Linked DNA regions of Oryctolagus cuniculus: region 1 is linked to region 2. The links are chromatin contacts, called in public Hi-C maps. All regions are on one chromosome and are shown on one strand. Each heading gives the region's core, a stretch centred on a gene start, on an enhancer-like site or on the middle of the called end of the contact. The rest is flanking DNA. Distances are from core to core; before and after follow the strand shown. Region 1 overlaps LCOR (ligand dependent nuclear receptor corepressor). Region 2 overlaps SLIT1 (slit guidance ligand 1).

The links. Hi-C and Micro-C count contacts between places; a contact is called where the count stands out from the background.
Region 1: a contact with region 2 is called in a Hi-C map of embryonic fibroblasts, with 4 times the contacts expected there. The contact joins two enhancer-like sites. A contact is called at or near these places in 2 of 6 Hi-C or Micro-C datasets (embryonic fibroblasts and psoas muscle).

The regions. Positions count from the first base shown.
Region 1 is chr15:32,852,958-32,860,307 of mOryCun1.1, forward strand. The region is part of intron 4 of LCOR (ligand dependent nuclear receptor corepressor); the gene reads right to left. Among named protein-coding and RNA genes, the nearest start is that of LCOR, 56 kb to the right of the region's middle. Within about 2 kb of position 5,289, at least 1 of the 8 cell types and tissues checked has an H3K27ac peak or open chromatin away from gene starts, as enhancers often do.
Region 2 is chr15:32,752,039-32,759,604 of mOryCun1.1, forward strand. SLIT1 (slit guidance ligand 1) reads left to right here. Exons shown (of 37, transcript XM_051823458.2): 23 at 704-775; 24 at 2,316-2,387; 25 at 3,054-3,125. Among named protein-coding and RNA genes, the nearest start is that of SLIT1, 140 kb to the left of the region's middle. Within about 2 kb of position 4,348, at least 1 of the 8 cell types and tissues checked has an H3K27ac peak or open chromatin away from gene starts, as enhancers often do.

The DNA.
Region 1 (7,350 bases), core at 4,039-6,538, 100 kb after region 2:
GTGCTTGGGCCCTGCACCCCATGGGAGACCAGGAAAAGCACCTGGCTCCTGGCTCCTGCCATCGGATCAGCGCGGTGCGCCGGCTGCAGCGCGCCGGCCGCGGCGGCCATTGGAGGGTGAACCAACGGCAAAGGAAGACCTTTCTCTCTCTCTCTCTCTCTCTCACTGTCCACTCTGCCTGTCAAAAAAAAACACAAACAAACAAACAACAAAAAAGAAACAAACAAACAAAAAAAAACAAACTGACTTAACAATTTGACACTCTTGTTTATGGCGTCAGTAATCTCCCTAGGCTCTAGTCATGAGTTGCAAAGGCTATGGAAGCCTTCTGAGTATGCCAACTTCGATCTTATTTAGACAAGGTCATAGTCAAAGTGGAAGTTCTCTCCTCCCATCAGAGGACGGTACCTCCTTCTTTGATGGCCCGTTCTTTCTACTGGGATTCACTCACTGGCAGAGATCTTTTATTTAGGTCCTCTTTTTTTTTTTTTTTTTGGCCAGAGTGTCTTGGCTTTCCATGCCTAAAATACTCTCATGTCAAATTGTTAAGTCAACAACAGGAGTCACTGTGTACTTACTCCTCGTGTAGGATCTCTGTCCTTAATGTGTTGTTCAATGTGTGAATTAATGCTATAACTAGTACTCAAACAGTATTTTACTCTTTATGTTCTGTGTGGGTGCAAACAGATGAAATCTTTACTTAATATATACTAAATTGATCTTCTGTATATAAAGAGAATTGAAAATGAATCTAGATGTGAATGGAATGGGAGAGGGATCGGGAGATGGGAGGGGTGCGGGTGGGAGGGAAGTTATGGGGGGGAAAAAGCCATTGTAATCCATAAGCTGTGCTTTGGAAATTTACATTTACTAAATAAAAGTTTAAAAAAATATTTTCACCATAAAGAAATGAAAAAAAATTAAAAACTTTAAAAAAAAAAAGAAATAGAGAAATACTGAAATATCAGTAAAGAAGTATGAGTGATACAGTGTCTGTAACTTCTTACAAGGCTCAAGAAAATATGTGCACTGTTCATAGTAACCATGAAAAAGAACAAGAATGAATAGTAAGGTAAATGTGGCAAAATGTGAACAATTAGTGAATCTAGGTGCAGGATTTAGAAATTTTTAGTATTCTTGCAACTTTTTTGCAAGTGTGAAATTATTCCAAAACAAAATTTAAGAAAGAAAATTAGGATGGATAAATGCAAAGTCCTACTTTCATGCCATAAGCCAGATCCCTTTAGTGCCCGCCACCCTCTAATTCATAATCCCAGCTGCCCTATCACTAATTCATATTTTTGTTACAGGTTGCTGATCTACAATTTGAAGATAAAGAGCAAAGAAATACATAGGATATGGAAGTTAACAACCTTTAGGCTTCTGTTAATATTTCGAGGACGTGGTAAAGATGATAAAAACAGTAACAAATTTTCTGTGAAGGGCCAAATAGTAAATATTTTGGTTTCTTCAGGCCATACACAGTTGCTGTGGCAAACTGTCCTTTTTATACAATTCTTTAGCTTGACGGTATTACATAAACAGGCTGTGGGGAAGATTTAGTGAGAAGCCATAATTTGCTGACCCCTGACAGAAGACCTATAATAAAGTATGTCCCTTGGTCTTTGAGATATACAACACTGAATAAATAAAGTAACAGATTTATGTCAGTGTAGAAGTTAGTCCTTAGGGCAATCAACAGTCAGTAAAGTTAAATTTTAAGCAATAAAGATTAATATGTCTTAAAGTTTCTTTTGTAACTAACACTTGTCCCCTTATGAGTTCAGATGTTCTGGGTGGGATGACTGGAGGACACTTACACAGTTGCGTACTTGCTCTTTAAGAAGTGAGATCTCAGGAAAGGAAACAGAAGACCAAATGCTAAATTTCACTTGGGAAGGGAGCAAGATGAAATAGTTTTCAAACGTATGACACAAGACTGAAGGGGAAACAGTTTAAAGTCCCTCCTGTTTAAAAGGCCACTTTGTGCTTGGATTGTCTAAATTTGGATAATATTGTTTTGAATGCATACCATTAAAGCCTGTGTACATAGGCAAGTTTTATAATTATGTTAGAAGAGCCTTCTCAGACCTCTAGAACAGGTCATGGACTTACAGCCACAGCCATGTCCACTACCTAATGGCTTACTGACTTTTCAAGCAACGAGCTAAAAGGAGCTGATGTGATGCAACTCAGTAACTTAAATGCCATTTTCCTGCATCTTATTACTGTAAATGCCAGCAAGTTTTAGGGGAAATGGCTCTACCATTTTGAATGCTCACATGCTTTAAGGTCAATTATCTAAAAAGAAACCTTACTTCACTTAAATTACTGCTTTCTCCATAAACAAAGCGTTAATTATGCTTAATGCAATTTTTGCTATATGCTGATACTATTTTCAGTTTTGTCAAGTTATCAAGTTAATGAACAGGAAAACAATGAAGTCTGAACACACACTGAAAGTTTGCTTTGCTTTTCAAAATGTACGACATACCTACCAAGAATGATTTTTATTGGCTTATCTAATTGCTATTATTGATCATACAAAACCAATCTAAAGGGTACATTGGAAATGACTGCTATTACCTTTACATTTGTTAATTTGTCAGTATCTATAATCAGTATTTGCAGTTAACAGTTTTACTCCCTTATATAGGTACAGCTATCTAATATTAGAAGACAAATGCAAGCTATCCATACTGTCAATAGCAAGAGTTTCTTTGTATGTGTATATCTCTGTGTGTGTGTGTGTGTATGTGTGTGTTTTGTTTATTTATTTTCATTTACTTGAAAGGCAAAGTGACAGCCAGTGAGAGAGAGAGATCTTCCATTCGCTAGTTCCCTCCCCAAAAGCTCCCAGCTGAACCAAGCTGAAGCCAGGAGCCTGGAATGCAATACAGGTCTCATATGTGGGTAGCAGAGGCCCAAAGCCTTGAGCCATCAAGTAGTGGAGTAGCCAGGACTCAAACCAGCAGAGATGTGGGTGCTCCTGTGCCACATCTATCCTGCAAGGGTTTCCTATTTGCTGAAAATTCAATGTTTGTACGACCCTCAATTTTCTTTTTTTAAAAAACCTCTTCAATCATTGTGCTTTTTACATTAAAAAAAAAATAAGATTTATTTATTTATTTGAAAAGCAGAGTTAGAGAGAGAGATCTTCCATCCACTGATTCACTTCCCAGTGGCCACACAGCTGGGGCTGGGCCAGGCCAAAGCTAGGAGCCAGGAGTCAGATGATTTTTCAATACAATCCAATGAGGGAAAAGATTTTTTTTTTTTTTTTTTTTTTTTGACAGGCAGAGTGGACAGTGAGAGAGAGAGACAGAGAGAGAGAAAGGTCTTCCTTTGCCATTGGTTCACCCTCCAATGGCCACCGCGGCTGGCGTGCTGCGGCCGGCGCACCACGCTGACCCGATGGCAGGAGCCAGGTACTTATCCTGGTCTCCCATGGGGTGCAGGGCCCAAGCACTTGGGCCATCCTCCACGGCACTCCCTGGCCACAGCAGAGAGCTGGCCTGGAAGAGGGGCAACCGGGACAGAATCCGGCACCCCGACCGGGACTAGAACCCGGTGTGCCGCTAGGAAGTATATTCACAGGTAAACACAGGCCACTTACCTTACATTTCATATATAAAAACTAACTCAAAAGCAACCAAAGACCTAAATGCAAAAAATAAAACTATAAACTTCTCAGAAGAAAACTTGGGGAAAAGCTTCATGACATTAGATTTGGTGATTATTTTGAATATGACACTAAAAGAATAAACAATGAAAGTAAAAATATGCTAATTGAACTACATTAAAATTTAAAAACTAAATCTAAAACTAAAAACTTAAAACAACAGAATGAAAAGGTAACTTACAAAATGGGAGCGAATATGTGCAAATCACATCTGTTAAGGTATTAATATTCAACACCACTTTCCACTAGAAAAATGCAAATACCAACTCACACCCAGTAGGATGCCTACCAAAAAAGAAGAAACAAAAACTCAAAACACATAGAAAATAACAAACATGGACAAGAATGTGGAGAACGTCAAAACCTTTTCTACTGTCAGTAAGAATATAAAATGGTATGGTCATTGTGGATGAATTTGGCACTTCCTCAAAAACTTAGAAATATAATTACCATGTATCATGTCTAGGTACACACCCTGGAAGCAGGGTCTCAAGGAGATTCTGTATACCTATGTTCACGATGGCATTATTCACAACAGTAAAAGGTGGCTGTTGTAGGCATTTGTGGATTGGGCCCGGAAATGGAAAATATCTGTCTCTGTTTTTCAAATAAATAAAAATAAATAAATTTTTAAAATTTAAAAGATTTAACTTAAAAAATAAAAATTACAATGTTACATAGCGAGCATTTGGTCCAGTGGTTAAGACATGATTAAGATACAGGCGCTCTCTATCAGAGCACTGAGGTTCAGCATCGAGCTCTGCTCCTGACTCCAGCTTCCTGCTGCTGCACACTCTGGGAAGCAGCAGGGACGGCTCACGTGACTGAGCTCCCAGCTCCCAACTTCAGCTGCGGCAAAGGGCCACAGCAGGCATTTGAGGTGTGTGTGAACCAGAGAAATGGAGAGCATGACCTCCTTTTCTTGCCTTTCAAATAAATTTTTTTTAAAAAGCATAATGTTACATATTCATGAATCAGAAGAAGTTATGAAATATTCAGTGCAAACACAATATTACGGAGTAAAGAGAAACATGAAAAGGATCTAGTTACATGACTTCTGACTTAGCTGGGCACTGAAGGATATCTATAATCTAGTTCCAGCCGGATCACTCACTACTTCCACAAAGAAATGCTCTGCTCCACCCAGGGGGTGCCTCTCTAGAAGTATGTATTCTTTAAAAATTACAACTCAACTTCTAACTTCCTCAAAATATTCTTCTAAGATATCAGTCAAATATTTAAACTACTAAAGTCTTATAATAAACTCAAGAGCATAAGCTAATTTTTTATTTTGGTAAAACAATCTGACCTCTCATCATCCTTAGTTAACAAAACATTCTTGCTATTGGTAGTCTAGAAGAGCTATTTTCCCTTATTTCAGTTACGTACAAGAACAGATTCATAGCTTGAAACTAGTCTACTTTTAAAAAATATTAAATCCTACAAGTGATTTCTTATCCTTCTCATCTCTCCAGTACCCTCTCTCTAGTTCAGATCAGCTCTTCCATACTATCAGCCTGATGCAGTCATAAGTCCTATAATGTGGTTTTTAGTGGATACAGATGTGTAATTTAGTAGGCATACATATTTCCTAGCTTAGACAACTGAGGGAGCCTAGAAGCACTGACATTGACACTAGTGAGCAGTGTCCTAAGTTTTAAGCTGTGTGTTATTCTGAGTTGCACGATGGTATCTTGGACCATCCTGCCTGGGATGACTCATCCTTTAGTCGAGTGCATCCAAGCTGTATTACACCACCTATCTCTTGGTTACTGAGTAGCCTCTGTTATCAGATTGACTATCATAATAGAGTCAAGTTCGGGTTCAAGTAACCCTTTATTGTACTTAATAATGGTCCAAAAGTGCCAGTTTTGATGCAGGCCATTGGCATATGCCAAAGAGAATCCATAAAGCACTTCTTTTAAGTGAAAAGGTCCTTAGAACATATCCCCCAAGGATGAGAGGGAACTACTGATCTAGATGAATCCCTGTTCGTTTTCCGACAGAGGCGAGGTCACTTCATAATTTTACCTACATATTTTTATTTTAACAGCTTTAGTATTCACTGAAAATACAATTAATAATAATAATAAACAACAGTCCCTTTGGATTTATTTCTCTCTTGGAAACCTCCCTCCATGCTGCTCTGGCTGGAGGCTTTTGACTCTAATAAATACTTTAAATCTTAAAAAAAGAAAAAAAAAAGTGTAACTTCCAGCTCTTTCCCAGAGCACTATTTCTAACAGCTTTTCCACAGCCCAACCTCAAACTCAATTCCAATATTATGCTCTATGCTGCCACCTACTGGTTATTATCATATTCTCCATATATTTCCTTTTGGGGAGAATTTTTAAAAATTTATTTATTTAATTTGAAAGGCAAAGTTAGAGGGGGGAGGGGAGGGGAGGGGAGGGGAGGGGAGGGGAGGGGAGGGGGGAGGAAGGAAGAGGTCTTCCATCCGCTGGTTCACTCCCCAGATGACTGCAATGGTCAGGGCAGCTCCAATCCAAAGCCAGAAACCAGGAGCTTCTTCTGGGTCTCCCATGCAGGTGCAGGGGCCCAAGGACTTCAGCCATCTTCAGCTTTCCCAGGCCACAGCAGAGAGCTGGACTGGAAGTGGAGCAGCCAGGACTTGAACTGGCACCCATAGGGGATGTTGACACTGCAGGCGCCGGCTTTAACCGCTACGCCACGGCACTGGCCCCTTTGGGGGAGACTCTTAAACCAGTCTCAAAATGCAAGCCTCAACCAGTGAATAACTTCTATTTCCAAATTCTTGTCTCTCTCAGACCAAATGTTCCAGGTGCCTATAGAAAGGATTGCCACTTTTAATATAACACAACAAAAAATATACACCTGACAATTCACATTATCTAGGGTGTCTCCTTTCCTATTTTTCATTATAGATGAAAGGTTTATCTCTGAAAATCAATGCCAAAGACAGGTAGTATAGCATTTAATGGAGAAAAACATCTTTCCCAGAACAAGCTGAACTGCCAGATGAAAATATCCTTTTTAGTTAGAAAATCAACTCAAAACTGCAGAACTACAAACAGTAAAAACAACTGTTTAAAAAAACTGTTTACGCAGGTGCCGCGGCTCACTAGGCTAATCCTCTGCCTGCGGCGCCGGCACTCCGGGTTCTAGTCCCGGTTGGGGTGCTGGATTCTGTCCCAGTTGCTCCTCTTCCAGTCCAGCTCTCTGCTATGACCCGGGAGGGCAGTGGAGGATGGCCTGAGTGCTTGGGCCCTGCACCTGCATGGGAGACCAGGAAGAGGTACTTGGCTCCTGGCTTTGGATTGGCGCAGCGCCAGCCAAAGTCGCTGCGCCCATTTGGAGAGTGAACCAACAGAAGGAAGACCTTTCTGTCTATCTGTCTCTCTGTCTATAACTCTGTCAAGTAAAAAAAAATTTTTAAAAACTGTTTAAATTTAACACTGTTTTATGACTTCTTACTACTGTATTTTTCTAAAAATATTCGTATCAATATTTTATCCTCATACAGAAGATAACTCAATGACAATACATTAATTTATTATATTATCAGTCAGAGAATGAATTTCTTTCCAATCCTAATCATGAAAAAAGACTAAATAATCACTCTTTCTTCTGTTCTATCAAAACTCCTATTAAAAGATGTGCCCAATAAAGAGCCACAGGGAGACGTC
Region 2 (7,566 bases), core at 3,098-5,597:
CCTGATCTGCTGTCTGAGGGCCGTCAGCCAGAGCAGGGCTCCACCAGCAGCCAGGCCGGGCCACGGGACAGGGCTCCATCAGTACGAGAGCATCCCAGAGAGACCTGAGCGGACAAGGGCCGCGGGCCTCAGGAGGCAAAGAAACGGCCAGTGAGGCAGGAGGAGCGGGCAGTCAGTGAGGGGCACGGGAGAGAAGGGGCGGGAAGGGCAGGCGTGGGCCGGGCCCAGGGTGGTGGGCTGGGGCTGGCCCGTGGGCTGCCTCTGACCCGCGGAGTTCATTACTCCTAGACTCTGGGTCTTAACTGGTAACATGGGGTCACGGGCACCCTCACAGGATGTTGGAGTGCCAGTGAGCCCACCCCTGCACAGGGCCAGGAACAGAATGGAGAGGCCACTGCCTCTCACAGTTGGAGAGGTGGCGGTGAGCCTTGGTGGGAGCCGTTCTGTGTTGGAGAGGGGCCAGGCAGCTCTAGGTGCAGGGGTGTGGGGTGAGGAGTGAGGCAGAAGCCCTGGGGACACGGAGGGATTCAGGGGGCCCAGTGCTCCTCCCCACCCCTACTTCAGCCCTGGGAGTGCCAGAGGGGCCCTGGCTCAGCTAACTGGAGGGGTGGGGGCAGGGCTCAGGCAGAGAGGGAGGGGAAGAAACCGTGCAAATGAGCCAGGGTTGGGTTCTTCTAAACCATGCTGCCCTTGCCTCTTCCAGGGACCTGAGCAACAACAAGATCAGTTCCTTGAGCAATTCCTCCTTCACCAACATGAGCCAGCTGACCACGCTGTGAGTCCCGCAGGGGTGGGGGTGGGGCTGGGGCCACAGCTGCTGAGACCTCCCCAGCCCCAGCCTGCCGGTGGTGCGGCTCCCTCGTCACTCCCCAGGGGCCTGTAGGCACCCTCCCCCTCCAGAGAGTGGACCAGAGCCTGAGCATCTAAAAAGCTTTTTTTTAAAAAAAAAAAAGATTTATTTATTTGTTTGAGAGGCAGAGTTACAGAGAGAGAGGGGAAGAGACAGAGAGAGAGGTCTTCCATCTTCAGGTTCACTCCTCAAATGGAAACAATGGCCGGAGCTACGCCAATCCGAAGTCAGGAGCCAGGAGCTTCCTCTGGGTCTCCCACATGGGTGCAGGGGCCCACAGACTTGGGCCATCTTCTACTGCCTTCCCAGGCCATAGCGGGGGGCTGGATCTGAAGAGGGGCAGCTGGGACTAGAACCGGCGTCCATATGGGATGCCGGCACAGCAGGAGGAGGCTTAGCCTACTATGCCACAGTGCTGGCACCTAAAAAGCTTTTAGAAAACATCTTTCACTGTGAAAATACACAAAATACACAAAAAAGTACAAAAAATATGAAAGCACAGTGTATCTAGCAATCGTGAAACTGGCACGCATGTAGATACTTAGAACACCCTGAGCACCCCAAGCCCCCCGACCCCCTGTTCTGACCTTATCATGGTCACTTTTTAGGCATTTTAAATAGTATTGCCATCCATATGTGTGCTTCTGAACAGCGTTGGTGTGATTTTGCCCATTTTTAGCCAGGTGTAAATTGGGTCATTTCTTTGCACCTGGCTGCCTGGGCCTGCCCTCGTGTGTGAGCTCCATGTGCTGGATGAAGCCGAGACAGCACCTCTGCAGGGCGATGCCAGCCCTGCCTCCTGCACTCACTGGTGGTGGCCGCTGGGGTGGCTCCCAGCTCGCACTGCTGTGAGCAGAGCCCTCTGACAGCTTTGTACCCACATTCTGAGGTATTTGCCTGCTGCCGCTAACTGAACTCCACAGAACTCAATGGGATTTATTTTATTTATCTGAAAGGCAGAGTTACAGAGAGAGAGAGAGAGAGAGAGAGAGATCTTTGATCCACTGCTTCACTTCCCAAATGGCCATGATGCCTGTGGCTAGGCCTGGCCAAAGCCAGGAGCCTGGAACTCCACCCAGGTCTCCCACGTGGGTGCAGGGGCCCAAGGACTTGGGCCATCTTCTACTGCTTTCCCAGCCACAGCAGAGACACAAGGGCTTTTGCTCTCTCTGATTGGAAGTGGAGCAGCCAGGACATGAACCAGCGCCCACATGGGATGCCGGCACTGCAGGTGGTGGCTTTACCCGCTAAGCCACAGCAGTGGCCCCTGGGTCCCTGTATTACAGCTGATGGAGGAAGAAAGGGTTAGGGGACGCTCCAAGGTCAGCTATACCCTCGAGCAGACCTCAGCCAGCATCCAGCCAGCAGCTCTGCTCCCTGCTCCCCACGCGGAGCTGCTGAGTCCTGCACCTGCAGGGCGGGGCTGTGGCTGTCATGCTGCCTGCTTCCTTCTTCCCTCTCGCAGGATCCTCAGCTACAACGCCTTGCAGTGCATCCCTCCGCTGGCCTTCCAGGGCCTCCGCTCCCTGCGCCTGCTGTAAGTCCCTTCCCTCTTCTGTCCTCCGGGAACCCACCCACCGAGGGCCCTGCCACCCGACAGGCAGGTGTGGGCCCCAGCAGGGCCCGTGCTTGTCCAGTGGTGGGAGACCAGAGCGCCCTCACTCCAGCCCCTGATGGCACTGAGTAACGCATGGGAAAAGATCCAGGAGATGGCGATTGCTGTCACCCCCAAGTTGAGTTTGTGATGTGTGTGTGTGTGTGTGTGTGTGAGAGAGAGAGAGAGAGAGAGAGAGAGAGCAAAAGCCCTTGTGTCATTACCATGGCCCCTGCAAGTCCACCAGGGTGAGGTGACATTCTTCCAGCTCCACCCACACTAGTGGACTCAGTCGTCTGCCCTCAGCATCCCGGCTAAGGGAGCCGGGGCATGGGGTGAGCACGGCTGCCTGTGATGCACTTGTAAACCCCATGCTTGGGCTGATGACCATGGCAGAGACAGGGTGGGTGGTCCACCTGCCCTACTGCAGGCTCCCTGTGTCCTCCCTGTGGCCAGCAGCCTAGGGGCCCTGAGCTGCGCCACCTCCCCACGGCACTGGTAGCCAGAGGAGGGACTGGCAAGGCAGGCCCCCATCCTGCAGAGGGCTGGGCCTGCCCTCACCACGTCACCCATCCCTGGACCAAGTCCCAGCAGCCCCTTCTCCCTCAGGTCCCTCCACGGCAACGACGTCGCCACCCTCCAAGAGGGCACCTTCACGGACGTGACCTCCCTGTCTCACCTGTGAGTAGCCCCGGCCTCTCTGCCCTTGACCAGCACTTGGGCTGCAAGGAAGACCCTCCTCCTCAGGGTGTCAGAGCTTTGGTTGCCCCATCCCGAGAGTAAACTGGTGGACTCCCCACGTGCACTCTGGCGGGCCACCGGACTTGGCAGTGGCGGAGGAGGATGGCTTGTCACCACAGTATAAAGTGGCAGTGGCCATTTATTGATTGCTAAACACCCTGCCTCCTTTAGCTAATGAGTGCTCCAAGGAAGCCTCCACCATGGCTGCTGTCATCTCGTTTTGCACGCCAGGGACAGGCCCAGAGGAAGAGAGGAGCTGGCCTCAAGTCCTAGACCTGATAGATGGTGGGAGGCAGGCTCCGGACCCACGTGCCACGCCAGTAACCTGTGCCTGCCTGTGCCCAGAGAGGGACAAGCTCCAGAAATTTACTTCCTCTGAGAGGTGGTGTAGCTGATGCAGGCTTGCTCCCCAGACTGTTTAGCTGGTAGTGCCGTGAGGATTCTTTGAAAGCCGGAGACTTGATTCACCAAAGCGCTCAACCTAGAATTAACACAGGACCCAGCAGTTCCACTCCTGAGCTTGCTAAAAAGAACTGAGAACAGGGACTCAAACAGCTGCTCGTACTGCAGTGTTCAACGAAGTGTTATTTATTTAGATTTATTTATGCATTTGAAAGAGTTACAGAGAAAGAGGGGAGACAGAGAGAGAGAGAGAGAGATGGAGAGACAGGTCTGACATCCACTGATTCACTTCCCAAATGCCTGCAACAGCCAGGGCTGGGAGCTCAGAACTCCATCTGGATTTCCCACGTGGGTGACAGGAACCAAAATACTGGAGCTGTCACCTGCTGCCTCCAGGGTGTGCATTAGCAAGAAGCTGTATCTGAAGCAGAGGAGCCCGGACTCAAGCCAGGCTCTCTGATGTGGGACGTGGGTGTCCCAGGCAGTAACTAAATTGCACCAAATGCCCACCCTTCCATGTGTTAATCTCTAAAATCAGAACGTATCTTAAAATGATGTGCATATTTAATATGGAGATGTTTCTCCGCCCCTCCCAATGCCTGTTACATAAGTGGTGCATCTAACAATCTCAGGCTTGAGGAAATAAAACAGTGGGTGTTGCTCTTGGAAGATCTGTTCCGGTCAAATGCCATGCTGTGGACTTTATCTGGGTGACTCACTTACTCTGTGACTGATCCAGGAGGTGAGTTTTGTGCGATGCATCAGCTCCCTCCGATTGGCAGGAAGTGCCCCAAGCACAGTACTGAAGATTCCAGGGCCAGTCTGGACTCCGTGGGACGAGTGTGGTGATCGATTAGCAATGTCTGCCATGGGTATGGGAGGGGTAGGGGCTGTCCTAGGTGGCAGGATTTATTGTTTCCACTTTCCAGTTTCAGATTCTGAACAGTTAAGCAACTTCTCTAGGCCATAAAGCTAGGGTATGAGGGGCAGGATTTAAACTAGGCGTGTCTGATTCCAAAGCTTGCTGTTTGTTCTGTTCTCAGTGACCTCCTGGGTGACAGAGTGAGTCAAGTGCAGAAGAATTTACTAGAATTTACTTCCGGCCTCTGTGGCTACTGGGGATGTTATCAAGGCAGCTGGAAGGAAGTGGAGACTGACTCCGAGGAGGTGCCCTTGCTCCACAGAGGTGGCACAATCTACTTGCAGAGGAGGGAAGGGCATTCCAGGAAGAAGGAACAGCATGTGTGAAGGCACAGAGGCAGGAAGCCAAGGGCATGCCTTGGGGTGCTGTGTCATCCAGCCCAGGACAAAGGGTATTAGGGGAAGAAAATGTGGAGTGGGAAGAGATGAGACTGGAGAGGGACTTTGGAGTCCTGTTGGGAAGGGCCTTGTGTCACGCTAAGGAGTTTGGACTTGATTTTGTGGACAGCAGGGAGCTTTGAAAGGAGAGTTGTGGACAACCAGGGGTGTCATATGGAGGCCGATGGGGTGGGAGGCAGGAGTGAGTCTGGCTGGAGAGGGTGACTCCAGCCGCAGGCCAGGCAGGGCCACTGTTGTCTCTTCCCGCTGACTGGAAGTCGCAGGAGCTCGTTTGCACCTGTGCCTGGTAACTTAGGGTGTTGCGAGCTCATTTCTGTGGCTATTAGCCTCTAGGAATTCTGAGGACCTGGACTGCAGATGCTCTCTAGAGAGCTTGTTTCTGTGGGGTGCTCGGGCCGCTGCTGTCGGGACCGCTCAGGCTCCCTGCATAGCCGGGTGTCAGCCAGGTATCTGCCTGGACTCTGCACCTTCCCCGCCAGGCCCTTTCAAGCATCTGGGTCACCTGTCTCACCTCGGAGACCCCCTCATGGCAGCACTCACGCCTGGGATTTAACGTGCGGCTGGCCCCCGCCCTCCTTCCCCTTGGGAAGTGGGTACCACGCGAGTACCATGCAAGTGCCACGCGAGTACCACGTGAGTGTGTGCTCAAAATCTAGGGGCGCTGTTTTTCGAGGGGAAGTGAAAAACAATGCATTTCAAACAATAACTGAAGCTTCAAAACCAAGTGTGGCGTCTACACTTACCTGTACATTCAGACTTTCTCTAGGAGAAAGTGACCTCGGGCCTGAGGCCAGACCCAACTGACAAGAAGTAAACCAGTAAGGAAAGATGCGGTTAGCAGTGGTTACAGAGCTAGGTCCCCTCATTAGCAATTAGAAGTGCCTGTTAATTGCAGCTGGGCCCCATTTCTCTACCAAACAGCACCCATGAGAAAGAAACCGACCACTGTTATGAAGCCATTCTGTGGATCGGCGCTGCTGTTACCGCACTGGGTGTGGGGTGGAAATTGGCTGTGGCCTGGACAGTGTGTCCGCACTGCAGTAGGGTGTGTGTGCATGTGCGCAGGCGACAGGGCGTGTACACGCATGTGCACTCGTGCATCCATGTGCTGCACTCCAGAGCTGCTGCTGCTTGTAGGATCTCTTAAACACTTGGAAGGAGTCAAGGGATATAAAAGAGTGGCATGGACTCGCTGCACTCACTCTGGCCACAGGCACTTCATAGGGAAGAATGGGCCCAAGGTTCCCTAAGGAGTCAAGGTCAGCCGAGAGTCATCCTCCGGTTTCCGGGTCCCCACAGTGCTGTGTGCCATGTGCCTATGCCATGTGCCTATGCCATGTGCCGTGTGCCTGTGCGGCCCTCTTGCCCGCTGTGACGCTGGCCAGGGCCTCTCTTGCCCGCTGGCAGTGTGGACGAGGGGTCTGTGGGGCAAGGGTGTGGTGGAAGCTGAGATCACCACATTTCAACCCCTGCACTAAGAATCAAGACTCAGGGCTTTAGATCCTTGTCCCACCATCAATTTGCAGTGGGATCTCAGGTAATATATTCTCCCTAGACCTCTTCTCTCACCTGTGAAAAAGACAATTTCTAAGGTCCCTTAGAGTTTGAACATGACATAGTGATTATGAGCTCTTCACTGCCAGGGGCTTCAATCCCCTCGCGGCTCTCTGCTGTTGTCTATTTTCATGTTTACTTTACAGTTAGCCCATCTTTCATCTATCTGTCCATCTGCCCCACCATCCATCCACCCATCCATTCATCCATCCCTCCCTTCCTCCATCTGTCCATCCTTCCTTCCTTCCATCCATCGAACCATCCATAAAATCTGTTCACGCATCCAGCCATCCATGCATCCGGGAATACCGACTGTGTGCCAGATCCTGTGCCAAAGCTCCCCACTGTCATTCTTCATCGTTCCAGTTTAGCACTGGTGTTGCACTGGAAAGTTAGCTTTCCAAATTCATTAAGAAGCAGGTGTGAAAAGTAAATATGAAACGAGTAAGTAAATTGTGCCATTCCCACAGGATGGAATAGCAAGTAATTAATACTGATGACTATTATGACACTGTAATTTATTATTTGGTGAAGATGCAGAATAAGAAAATGATACACTCTGGTTTTAATGATGTACAAATATGTACTCAGGAATCACAAGGGAGTTCACTATAATTTAATTAGTTCCACTTACAGGATGAGAGATGATCCCTTTCCTCCTGGATTCCCTTTGCACTGAGTTTTGTGCCTTTCTTGGGCACTCAGGCAGGCATTCGTCCAGCATTTACTGCTGCCTGCTGGTCTCCCCCCGGCACAGCCCAGGGCTTGTGGCCCCTGCCCACGGGGAGCCGCCTCTACTACAATTCGAGTCTTGGCGGAGGAGATGGTGTTGCACACAAATAGCCTGGGACTAGGATGGGCCCGGACAGGGTGTGCTGGTAAAGGAGATTCCGAGAGTTCGGTGCATGCTGACCTCCAAAGTTGGTGACCCCGACACAGCCACGAGAAGGCTATTTCAGGGCGGGTTACATAAATAGAAGCCCAGCAGGGCCTTGGCATGAGCAGATGTGGCTACTGTTTCGGCCATTCCCAACTCATGCCAAAAATCAACAACACAAGGTTATTTGTACTTTTATGGGGGTGCACACCCGAATGAATCCATGGT